Regions from separate parts of the Bombyx mori genome. Here region 2 is linked to region 1. Evidence: chromatin contacts called from public Hi-C data. All regions are on one chromosome and are shown on one strand. Each heading gives the region's core, a stretch centred on a gene start, on an enhancer-like site or on the middle of the called end of the contact. The rest is flanking DNA. Distances are from core to core; before and after follow the strand shown. Region 1 holds the start of LOC101745085 (protein lethal(2)denticleless). Region 2 holds the start of LOC101741443 (pre-mRNA-splicing factor SPF27).

Region 1 (5,905 bases), core at 1,216-3,715:
AATTGCACTGCTAACACTTTTTGATGCCGCTTTTGAACACTGAGCCTCAACATGTTGCTTTTTTATTAAGTTGTCATAGTTCATGAGGCATGGAGCCCGCTTAGTATAAATCCAATAGGATATTTCATCCATGTTGCTCATCAAGGGCAGCACAGAAGTCTCATGTTGGTCATCATTTTGTTCAGGTTTGCGGGCACTATACTGAGGGCGACGGTGGTTTGCATCAGGAATCGTGCAGGTAAAATCCAAATGCAGATCAGTGGCTCGAACACGCTTAGCTTCCCGCGTATATTCTGTCGAAATCCTACTTTCTTGCCCCGATTTGACGCAGCCCCGTCCATATTCCTTGTGTACTTCACATTCCATACACCTAAAAAATTACTTAGCAATACATTCTAAAGTAATGCTTCGTTTTAAGATAAAAAGGTAGCGGTCTACTGACCTGTGTTTTCAATTCCCAAAAGGTAATTTCGTATTTTTTAAAATCTATAATTTTACGTACATAAACACGTAATCTTTAACCGACAAACAAGATTGTTAAAGACGAAAACTGTGCAATTTCTCCAGCCTGAACATTCAATTTTATGCGAATGTTATTTAAAACTAGTAACTATTAATAATGGTAAATAATTTGCAAATTCAACCAATCTTAAAATAATCGTTAACAATATATTTTAAGAAATCAACAAAAAGCAAACGCGTTACTACGGCGAAATTTGTCAGTTGCCATAAACAATTAGCTTCGTTTTTTTTTTCGAAATTCATCATTCAGAGATCATGGATTTAGGCAGGTAGAAGTCTCAATGTTGTGTTTCAATATTTGGTTATACTGTTTCTTTTTCATCACACACGAAAAATTATGACCGTCTAATTTTCGGCTGCAATACTTGAGTATAACCCCGACCTTTTTTTTTTTTTTTTTATTGCTTAGATGGGTGGACGAGCTCACAGCCCACCTGATGTTAAGTGGTTACTGGAGCCCATAGACATCTACAACGTAGACGCGCCACCCACCTTGAGATACAAGTTCTAAAGTCTCAGTATAGTTACAACGGCTACCCCACCCTTCAAACCGAAACGCATTACTGCTTCACGGCAGAAATAAGCAGGGCGGTGGTACCTATCCGCGCGGACTCACAAGAGGTCCTACCACCAGTAATTACGCAAATTATAATTTTGCGGGTTTAATTTTTATTACACGATGTTATTCCTTCACCGTGGAAGTCAATCGTGAACATTTGTTGAGTACATATTTCATTAGAAAAATTGGTACCCGCCTGCGGGATTCGAACACCGGTGCATCGCTTCAACACGAATGCACCGGACGTCTTATCCTTTAGGCCACGACGACGACCTCAATGCTGTTCACATTTTCTGGGAGATAGTTATCAGCAGATGGCGCTCTCAAGGCTTGTGAAATAATCAGACGTGAGCTTTCTAAATAGTCTTCAATTGTATGGATAGGTTATGATTTTATTACAGCCAAACTCAGCCGAAGAGTAAAGGTATTTAAGTAATAGTAAAGAGAAGCCAAATTAAGTAGGTACAACGATCGTAGGTATTAGGCATAGAGTTAGTATTATATAATAGTTGTAGGTACTTATTAACTCCACGGTTCTAGGTCACTTTTTAGTCATAGTATTATTAAGTATAATCTATGCCTTTAATTGCTTTTTCGCGCCTAGACTTTTTGGCGGGAACGCGAGAAGTGAAGTTGTGTGATTTGTTTTATTTTGCCTATTTAGTGTTTCTTCAGGTTTAAATGTGTAATAACGGTGGTTTATTAACTGTTTAATATCTGTGAAAGTGCACAAATGTGGGAAAATGAAACAAAGCCGCTGGACGCAATTTCGGGATCCTCCAAAAAGTCCACTGAAAAAATCTTAGTAAATGACCACCGTTTTACTAAGATTATATTTCATCCCATCATTTAATTTAATTTCATCCCAGTTGATTAATGTCTCAAATTAATAATTTTCATTTCATTTCACTCCATATTATTATCATTTTTCATAAAAATAAGAATATAAGTTAAAATAAGACATGACTTAAAGGTCTTAGTTACCAGGACATAAAATCACTTAAAAAAAAATTTCGCGCCTCTGGACTTTTTTGCGGGAACACGAGGAGTGAAGTTGTGTGATTTATTTTATTTTGTCTATTTAGTGTTTCTTCAGATTTAAATGTATAATAACACTGGTTTAACTGTTTAGTATCTGTGAAAGTGTACAAATGTGGGAAAATCAAACAAAACTGCTGAACGTAACTTCTCGGGATCCTCCAAAAAGTCCTCTGAAAATTTTTCAGTAAATGACCACCATTTTACTGAGATTATATTTTATACCATATCATCTCATCTCATCTCATTTCATTTCATATCACTTCGTAATATCATTTTTCATAAAAATAAGAATATAAATTAAAATAAGACTTGACCTAAAGGTCTTAGCTACCAGGTCATAAAATCCCTTAAAAACTAATAATAATTTCGCGCCTCTTTTATTAAATGTCAGATTTGTTGTTTTTAACGTGTTTTGTTCAAGAAGTTTGTCGAAGAATCCAGAGTTTTAAACTTTTAAATGTTTAGCTACCATTAATTTATAATGAAATCATGAATAATATACAAAATTTGATCGATCGTGAACTCGGTCTCCGTAAGTACTTGTGAATTAGTATGTAAGAGGAAAGGGCAATTGTTGTAAAGATTTGAAAAATCAATTGGAACTGTCTTTACAGATTGCCGGTTTAATTACGATACGGTACTGAAGCGGCTAGTGGTGAACAGTGAGGAATCGTTTTACGGGCTCCAATCCTCAAATGTTGTAGCAAATTTTGAACAGGATCCTCCGATATTCGCTTGTAGATTTGCTGAAACATCTGGCTATGAACACATACTGGCTCTTGCTAACGAAGATGGAAAGGTTGCTATTCAGGTAACATACATATCTTTGTCCTTCAGATATAGGCAGTTCACAACCAGGAATATGAACAAAGCACTGTATGGTGAATGAAATAATATCATTTAGAGAAAAAGTAATCTTTTGACTTTTGTAACATTGGTCACTTGTATTAGAGGGTTCTATTGCACTGTACTGGATTTGATATTTCAAAGAAAATTTAGAAAGGGTTTATGTTATAGCACAAAAGTTTTTTAGAATCATAATGATAATGGATATTGCCAAGGTTCTTTGCCTCATTTTTGTTTTCGAATTCATTACTATATTATTTTTTTGTTGACTGATGTAACTTAATGTTTATTTAAACCATAACTGAAAGTTAATATGAATTTTATTGGCTTTAGGTGGGTATATGTTGTTTTTTTAAATAATATAATAATAAAATTGTTACTTTTATACCATAATTAGCCAAGTCTCACAAGATTAGGTAGCTTATTGTGGGTCATCACGGGATCAAAAAACCAAGAAGTACTTCTAATGTATGCAGTACTTTTACTCTATTTATTAGTTTGTGAAAATCGAATATGTAATATTTAAGATTTTCTTAGAATTTGTTGATGGGAAACTAGAAGCAACAAAGACTCCCTTTAGTGGTATCTTGATTACGTAAAACAGGAACTAAGTGATTCACGTGCTCACAACTAGATCTCATCAATACATTTTTTTATTACCCTTGTAGGCAGACGACATATAGCCCATTACTCGTAAGGTGAATGGTTACTGTCGCCCCAGGGAGGTCGAGCGCAGAGCTTCCCTGCCGCCCTCGGACGCGTTACCCCCCATTACCACTTCCGAGGTTAAGGAGGCGATCGATAGCCTACAACCACGGAAAGCTCCCGGCTCCGACGGCATCCGCAACTGCGCGCTTAAATTGTTACCAGCCCAACTGATAACGATGTTGGCCACCATATTAAATGCTGCTATGACGAACTGCATCTTTCCCGCGGCGTGGAAAGAAGCGGACGTTATCGGCATACACAAGCCGGGCAAACCGAAGAACGAAACCGCGAGTTACCGCCCCATCAGTCTCCTCCCGGCGATAGGCAAACTATACGAACGGCTCCTTCGTAAACGCCTCTGGGACTTCGTATCCGCGAATAAAATTCTTATAGACGAGCAGTTTGGATTCCGCGCCAGACACTCGTGCGTCCATCAAGTGCACCGCCTCACGGAGCACATCTTACTAGGGCTGAACAGGCGGAAACCCATTCCGACAGGAGCCCTCTTCTTCGATATAGCGAAGGCGTTCGACAAAGTCTGGCACAACGGTTTGATATACAAACTGTATAACATGGGAGTGCCAGACAGACTCGTGCTCATCATACGAGACTACTTGTCGAAGCGTTCGTTCCGATATCGAGTCGAGGGAACGCGTTCCCGGCCCCGTCATGTCACAGCCGGAGTCCCGCAAGGCTCCGCCCTCTCCCCGTTACTATTCAGTTTGTATATCAATGATATACCCCGGTCTCCGGAGACCCATCTGGCGCTCTTCGCCGATGACACCGCCATCTACTACTCGTGTAGGAAGAAGGCGTTGCTTCATCGACGACTTCAGACCGCAGCTACCACCATGGGACAGTGGTTCCGGAAGTGGCGCATCGACATCAACCCCACGAAAAGCACAGCGGTGCTCTTCAAAAGGGGTCGCCCTCCGAACACCACGCTGAGCATCCCTCTCCCGACTAGGCGCGTCAACACCCCCGCCCCCGCCGTTCGCCCAATCACGATGTTCGACCAGCCCATACCGTGGGCCCCGAAGGTCAAATACTTAGGCGTCACCCTCGACAGTAGGATGACATTCCGCCCCCACATTAAGACGGTACGCGACCGTGCCGCCTTCATTCTAGGACGTCTCTACCCGATGATATGTAGGCGAAGTAAAATGTCCCTTAGAAATAAGGTGACACTCTACAAAACTTGCATACGCCCCGTCATGACCTATGCAAGTGTAGTGTTCGCTCACGCGGCCCGCATACACTTAAAATCCTTTCAAATCATTCAATCCCGTTTTTGCAGAATAGCCGTCGGAGCCCCGTGGTTCGTCAGGAACGTCGACCTCCATGACGACCTGGACTTAGAGTCCATCAGTAAGTATCTACAGTCGGCGTCCATGCGCCACTTCGATAAAGCGGCACGACACGAGAACCCTCTCATCGTGGCCGCCGGTAACTACATTCCCGATCCTGCGGACAGAATGGAAAGCAGTCGACGTCGCCCAAAACACGTCATCTCGGATCCTCCCGATCCACTAACGGTGCTTTTAGGTACTTCAAGCACCGGTCACCGTTCTCGTCGAACCCGTCGCTTGCGACGAAGGGCTCGACGAGTAAATTAACTCTCAGACACAGCCCACTGAGTTTCTCGCCGGATCTTCTCAGTGGGTCGCGTTTCCGATCCGGTGGTAGATTCTGCGAAGCACGACTCTTGCTAGGGTTCGTGTTAGCAACATCGTCAGGTTTGAGCCCCGTGAGCTCACCTACTAAAGTTAGGGTTACGCTGACATAGCCGCTAGGGCTATCAGCTTAGGTAGGAAAAAAACAAAGGTTACTGTCGCCCATGGACATCAGCAATACCAGGGGCAGAACTAAGCTGCTGTCTACTATTAATTGAATGTATTATATATAGTATAAATAGTACTTTTAGTCAAGAAAATAGTGGGTATTATGTAGCAGTTTAAGGCAATTTAGTTCAGGCTCGATTGGAATAATATAAAAGGTAATTTTCATTTGTTTTGCTTGTGGTCAGAGAAGAGGCTAATTGGTTTAAAATGGAATTTGGTTATGATATCATAATTATAATATATTATATTTTATTTTATTTATACTTTCTACAATTTTCCAGGACACATCCACGCAAAAGACAGCAAGTAGATTGGAAGCATTCCAATGTCACAATAATGCTGTATTTGACCTTGCTTGGATGCCCAAAAACATGAATTTTATAACTGT
Region 2 (5,950 bases), core at 3,240-5,739, 270 kb before region 1:
TATAACAAGGCTGGGCTAAGCCAGATCTCGGAAATAAGTTAAATCAATAAAATTTAGTTGATTTAATATTTAACTAAACATTTAAATGTGTTGGACGGTTAAATTTGAGGGGACTTGGGTTATGTAGGTGAGGGGCTATTTAAAAAACACTCTGCTTCATGATTAATATAATTATAATGCAAATACTTTGAACACTGTTACACCATTATAATATTTTATTTTTATAAAACTCCTAGATGTTGCTCTGACCGTGACAATTAACATGGGCTATGCTTACTTTGCCTGTTTAAATCAAACAAAAAAATGTCAAAGTGTCAAGTGTCATTGCTGGATTAAAGTATCTCTCTTTGACGTTTGTTGATATCGTGCCGAACGAACTCAAAAATGGTTGGTGAATTTGTAAAATAATATCGTATTTAATCGCGAGCAACGCAATAATTAATATTGAAATAAGGCTCTAAATTCAGCCGGGATGTGTTGGTGGTCGAAAATGTGTTGTTATTTCATAAAAGAACGTTTATATATTTCAGGTGAACGTACCAAAACAGCGCAGGACGTACTGCAAAAAATGTAAATGCCACAAAGTACACAAGGTATCACAGTACAAAAAGTCCAAGGAAAGGCACGCTGCCCAGGGTAGAAGACGTTATGATCGTAAACAGCAGGGTTACGGTGGTCAGTCCAAACCCATCTTCAAAAAGAAGGTGAATATAACCTCAGCCAATATAATTCTTAGAATTGGTAATCTTTGGTAAATTATTCTTATGTCAAATGCCAAAAAATCGAAAATCTAAATACCGATAACATTTTTTTAATTTGATATTCCAAACATAACCTAAATATGTTTTTTGGAAAATAATTAATAATTAACATTACAACACAATATAAATTACAATACCTATTTTAGATTCAGTTTTATTAATATCTAAAATTAAGGCAAAATCAAGAAGTTTTTCATTATGCATAAGTTTGTACGCGAAGTATTGTTTTACATTAAAAAAAGAACCAAAGAAGTTAGTTAAGTTAGTCAATAAACTTGAAACTCACAAGAAAAACAAGATTAATTTTATCACTACAAATTATTTGTTGGTTGTTTTAGGCAAAAACCACTAAGAAAATTGTGCTCCGTCTTGAGTGTGCCGATTGCAAGGTGAGATCACAGGTTGCATTGAAGAGATGCAAGCACTTTGAGCTCGGTGGTGACAAGAAGAGAAAGGGACAGATGATCCAATTTTAAATGCTTCTAATAAATAAGACCATTGCCTACATTTGTGTTTTATTTGACTATCCATATTTCTTGGAGTGACTGTATTTGTGCGTTTAATATGGATGAATAAAGGAATGAATTTTGCAATGGTGACAATTTGACAGGTGGTGTGCTGGTAAATTAGAAAATATGAGTTTGTTTTAGCATCTTATTGGATACTCGACAAAAAGTTCAGATTAATTTGGTTTTGCTCTAAGAACTTTATCAATATGTAATCAAGGTCACCACTTTGGACCAGATGCATCCTTAAAACCTCCCATTTATTGCACCTATACTTTATTACCATCCACATCGTATGGTAATACTATAACTATAACTTCTATGAGTAGGAATAAAAAAATCATGCTTAGCATTAATTAATATGTCTCATAAAAATATTAATGGTATGGCCAGCCTTATTTTTATTTATTATCAGGGTGCTGGCAGAGAACTATTTCTGCAATTACTTAGGATGGTACAACATTTGATGCCTATAGGTGCCTATTATTGTTACTAGAATATAATATAATAGTATCTCTGTAGCATGATTGTACACAATCTAACTGACATGGCCAATTTTACGTCAAATAAATCTCTCATAAATCAATACACCTACTACCCCTATAAGAATACTATTTATTTGCAAAAAAAGGAATAAATCGCATACAACATGTTTCACAAAATAAATTAATTAAAATAGTAAGCATATATCAACTTTCAGAAGTATTTAATGATTTTTTTCTAGGTCCACCTCTATGTGATCAATAATCTTGCATGATTATAAAATCCTTTATTAAAAACAACATTTTCAACATTTCATAAAAATATTAAGGAATGCTACTTAAATATTTGAGCCTATTACATTATTTAAAACGATAAGAACAAAAACATTACAATTTTAACAATTAGAATGATATTTTTATAGATAAAAGATAATATTTTCTAAACTATACGTTGATTACAATTAAACAAAAAAAAAATATTATTTTATTTTATTAATTTTACACTTATGATCCCATTAGATTAGAGGTATCACAGAATACACTGTTCTATTGTTTGTTCTATAAAAGTAAACTATGGTTTACACACTATGGTTATTTGATCATACTATGCTAACAACACAATAATGTAAATAATAAAATATTATTTTATTTTATTAATTGCTCCAGTATTTCAGGATCGAGACCTTCTAACGAGACTTTGAGTTTCACTGCCTGCAATGGCACTCCTACTTGAACCATTTTAACAAATTTATCATATTCAGGTTTAGTTTTCATTTCTGCTGGGGCTTGGTCTTCTAGTTTTCTTTCTAGATTTTCTTCTTGGAGTTCTGTTTCATTTTGACTTTCAGTAGATTCAGTCTCTGTAACATTACTTGTATTTGTCTGCTTAGGAATGTCTAATTCTGGTATTGAAGATAACTGAAATCAATAAGTTTTATCTATTTATGTATCGGTTTGATGTATGCTATCAATTAAAATGAAGTTTTTGAGGCACATGGGCAATTAAAGAAATGGCATAAACACAACCTGAATAAGGATTATGGTGAAATGCAATGATGCCATATCTTAAAATTAGTAGTAGTCTAATTTCTAATCTGGTAGGAGACCGTTTTTTTTTTAATTCAATTGAAGCTTTATGCATTGCAAATATATCAATAGGCTGCTCTTACTTTATCAGATCAATCAACAGCTTTCCAGAGAAGGTCTTGCAGAAATGGTTTATTATGACTAATGATAGAAAATAAAAACATTTTAGATATCCGTTTTTGTTTACATACAATAATTTATAAAAATATAATCACCTTAGATTCTAACAAAACCATGGCAGCATTAACTTTTTCTAATTTTCTCTCAAACTGCATCAGTTTCTGCTCGCAATTCGTCATAAAGTTATTCAGAAATTGTACATTTATTGTTAGGAAATGATTTACAAATGCCAATGTACGTTTTTGATGTAATGCCGCAACCTGCAATTTGTTTTTTAAATATTAAAAATAAATTATTCTCATTTATAAAAAAATATTGTGTTTTCTAGAATTAGGAAGTTTATAAAGATAATCAAGGCCGTGAAGTTTGTACTGCATTAAATTTTACAACAAATAATAATAATTCCAAATTTAAAACCTTAGTTAAATCCGTTTGTGGGGATTCGGATTGAGTTAAATCTTCTTGGATGGTCATTTTCAGTAGAATATAAACAAGACGAAAAAGAAATTTGTCTTGTGGTTTGGAAGCTTGAATTTGTTTTGTTCTACTGAAAAAACCAAATTGAATTACATTTCAATACATTGACTAATAGGTCCACGAGTTTTAATTACACTAAGTTTAATATAAAAAGCACCTAATTATTTTACAATAACAATCTTTTTCCTTCCGTGACAGTCGTACCTATTTATTTACGTTAAAAGAGTATGTAAGCAAATTAAAAGGAATATTTCAGTAGGTACAGTAGGTACGGTACCACCACCTAAGTCTGACATTATTATCATTAATTTACATTTATCAATATAACACTATTCTTTGACAATAGTGCTACTGTCCACTGTCAATATTTGTAGTAGTTCTATTTTTCCAACTGGAAAGGCAAAAGTATCATACGATACAGCCTAAGTTATCATTGTATTTTATGAAAAATGATAATATGAAGTAAAATGAAATAGAGTTGATTAATTTGAAACAATAATCAATTGGCGTGAAATCTAAGTAAAATGATGGTTATTTACTGAGACTTTAAGGAAACTGCCACCTCGCCCCGGGCAACAGTCTCATCAAAGAGGGTACACACACGCATGATTGCGTCGATGGTAGACCGGCCCTTTCTGAAGCCGTACTGTTCGGCTGACCGATTGGAACCCGTCCTGGGGATGGGGCAGATGACGCATCCACGACTTGCTCCAACAATTTTCTAGTTTCGTCCAGCAACACGATGTGGTGGTACACCACGGATGACTCCTAGAGGAGCTCCTCTTTCCTCAGAAGGATGAATCTGTCCGATTTCCGTCCGGGCTCAAGGCAGGCTTCGAAAAGCCGCACAAGCCAATCCTCCAAAGTACCGAAGGCCTGACCTGGCCACGACTCCGTAGGAGATCTAACAGCTAAGGGCAACTGCTTCGCGAATGTATCTGTAATAAAATGTCTAATTTTGTAGTAATGAAAGCTTTTTAATCACTGAATACATGTGAAATGGCACAAGTTTTAAAAAATCAAACAAACATTGGACGTGTTCACACAAATCATCCACTCCTAGACGTGCAGCGACCGTATTTATTAGATTCCTGCGACTTTCAGTAGGACGTCAGTTCACCTCGTCGAAAGTCTATCTAAGCTGCGTCGTGTGTGGCTGCCACTCGAGAATATTTTCAAAATAAGTTCGTTGATCTCTCAGTAAGCACCATTGTTTCATTATCAACTCATCTAATATCTACTCGATGTGTTCTTCTTTCATTAAATTCCATTTTATAATATAATATTAATTTAATATCAATTTATTGAATATCGAGGAATTCAAAAGATTTAGCTATATGGACTATATTTCTTTTGCCTGTTCATTTTAGGCTTAAAACTAGCTCAAACGAAGAATGTCACACAAGTGACACAACTAAAATCAAATAAACAAAGAACAGCGTTAAAACTTTAATATAAAGTGATAAATCACAGTACCCATTCGTAGTAAAGGGAGTTATAAATTTTGTAGAAAATGGCAGGAGAAGTTGTCGTAGATGCATTACCATATATAGACCAAGGATATGACGATCCTGGAGTAAGAGAAGCTGTAAGTATTATGATAACCTTACTTTTTTTAATTCTTGGACCATTTCCTTTACAACAAAGATTCATATCGCTTTAGCTTTGACATCTAGAGAAAGAAATTCAATAATCATTTTGGTATTGCTGGTCTGAACGACCACACTTCACAAATGTGGGTTATATTCTCGTCTGCTTCAAAATGCGCAGTCACCGCTGAGAGATTTATATAAAAATGTTTTTTTTTCGTTGTTTCTTGAACATGTATGCTATTTCGAAGGACTTCCTTTTTCGAAATGGAATAATTTCACCTTTAGAATAAACCGATTTGTATAGTCTTGGTTCGACCACTGCCAAAGATCAATTTGAAATTAGATTTCTGTTTGTTCCTTTTTGCATTGAGTGATACAAAACGAAGTAATTTTGGTAATATTCATCTTGGTCAGTCTAGGAAATGCAGAACTTCTAGGAATTTTTGCATACACTGTAAGCTACAAAGCACTTTTGCTTCAATTCTTTTTCAATTTTAATGTCAATTTCAAATTCAATTCAATTCACGATTTTATTATTTTGTTTCATTGCTATTGTAATAATTGATTGTGTGACTGGGAAGCTGTCTCAAAAAAGTATTATTAAAGCACTTCTTATTGATACTGCAGTATAAAATGTCCTTATAATCAAACCTACTTATAGAAGACTCCTTAAACTACCCTTAAATATGGGAATTGATTTTCAGGCATTGGCCATGGTGGAAGAAGAGTGCAGACGCTATAGACCCACAAAGAACTATCTTGAAAATGCAGGACCAGAACCAAGTTCTGCATTTGAAACTCCTGCTTTACAACGAGAGATGGAAAGAGTGCAACAGAGATTGCCGATGGAACCATTGTCTATGAAGAGGTGCATAAAACCTGCAATTTTTTTTATTTATTATTTTGTTCTTTTAATTTGCACCACC

Evidence for each region. A called contact is a pair of places that touch in the nucleus more often than the background predicts.
Region 2: a contact with region 1 is called in a Hi-C map of middle silk gland, with 3 times the contacts expected there. The contact joins the promoter of LOC101741443 here to the promoter of LOC101745085 in region 1. A contact is called at or near these places in 2 of 7 Hi-C or Micro-C datasets (middle silk gland and posterior silk gland).

Annotation. Positions count from the first base shown.
Region 1 is chr12:674,240-680,144 of ASM3026992v2, reverse strand. LOC101745085 (protein lethal(2)denticleless) reads left to right here and starts at 2,465. Exons shown (of 4, transcript XM_038014549.2): 1 at 2,465-2,654; 2 at 2,737-2,933; 3 at 5,799-5,905. The coding sequence starts at 2,612. It overlaps LOC101743785, which reads right to left and starts at 738. Exons shown (of 2, transcript XM_012691022.2): 1 at 443-738; 2 at 1-370. The coding sequence starts at 366.
Region 2 is chr12:942,397-948,346 of ASM3026992v2, reverse strand. LOC101741443 (pre-mRNA-splicing factor SPF27) reads left to right here and starts at 4,489. Exons shown (of 7, transcript XM_062671333.1): 1 at 4,489-4,632; 2 at 4,803-5,020; 3 at 5,729-5,892. The coding sequence starts at 4,946. It overlaps LOC101741584 (WASH complex subunit 3), which reads right to left and starts at 3,785. Exons shown (of 4, transcript XM_004929343.5): 1 at 3,637-3,785; 2 at 3,373-3,502; 3 at 3,051-3,215; 4 at 2,022-2,667. The coding sequence starts at 3,429. The coding sequence ends at 2,395. RpL36A (ribosomal protein L36A) reads left to right here and starts at 364. Exons shown (of 3, transcript NM_001098283.1): 1 at 364-387; 2 at 531-704; 3 at 1,100-1,266. The coding sequence starts at 385. The coding sequence ends at 1,237.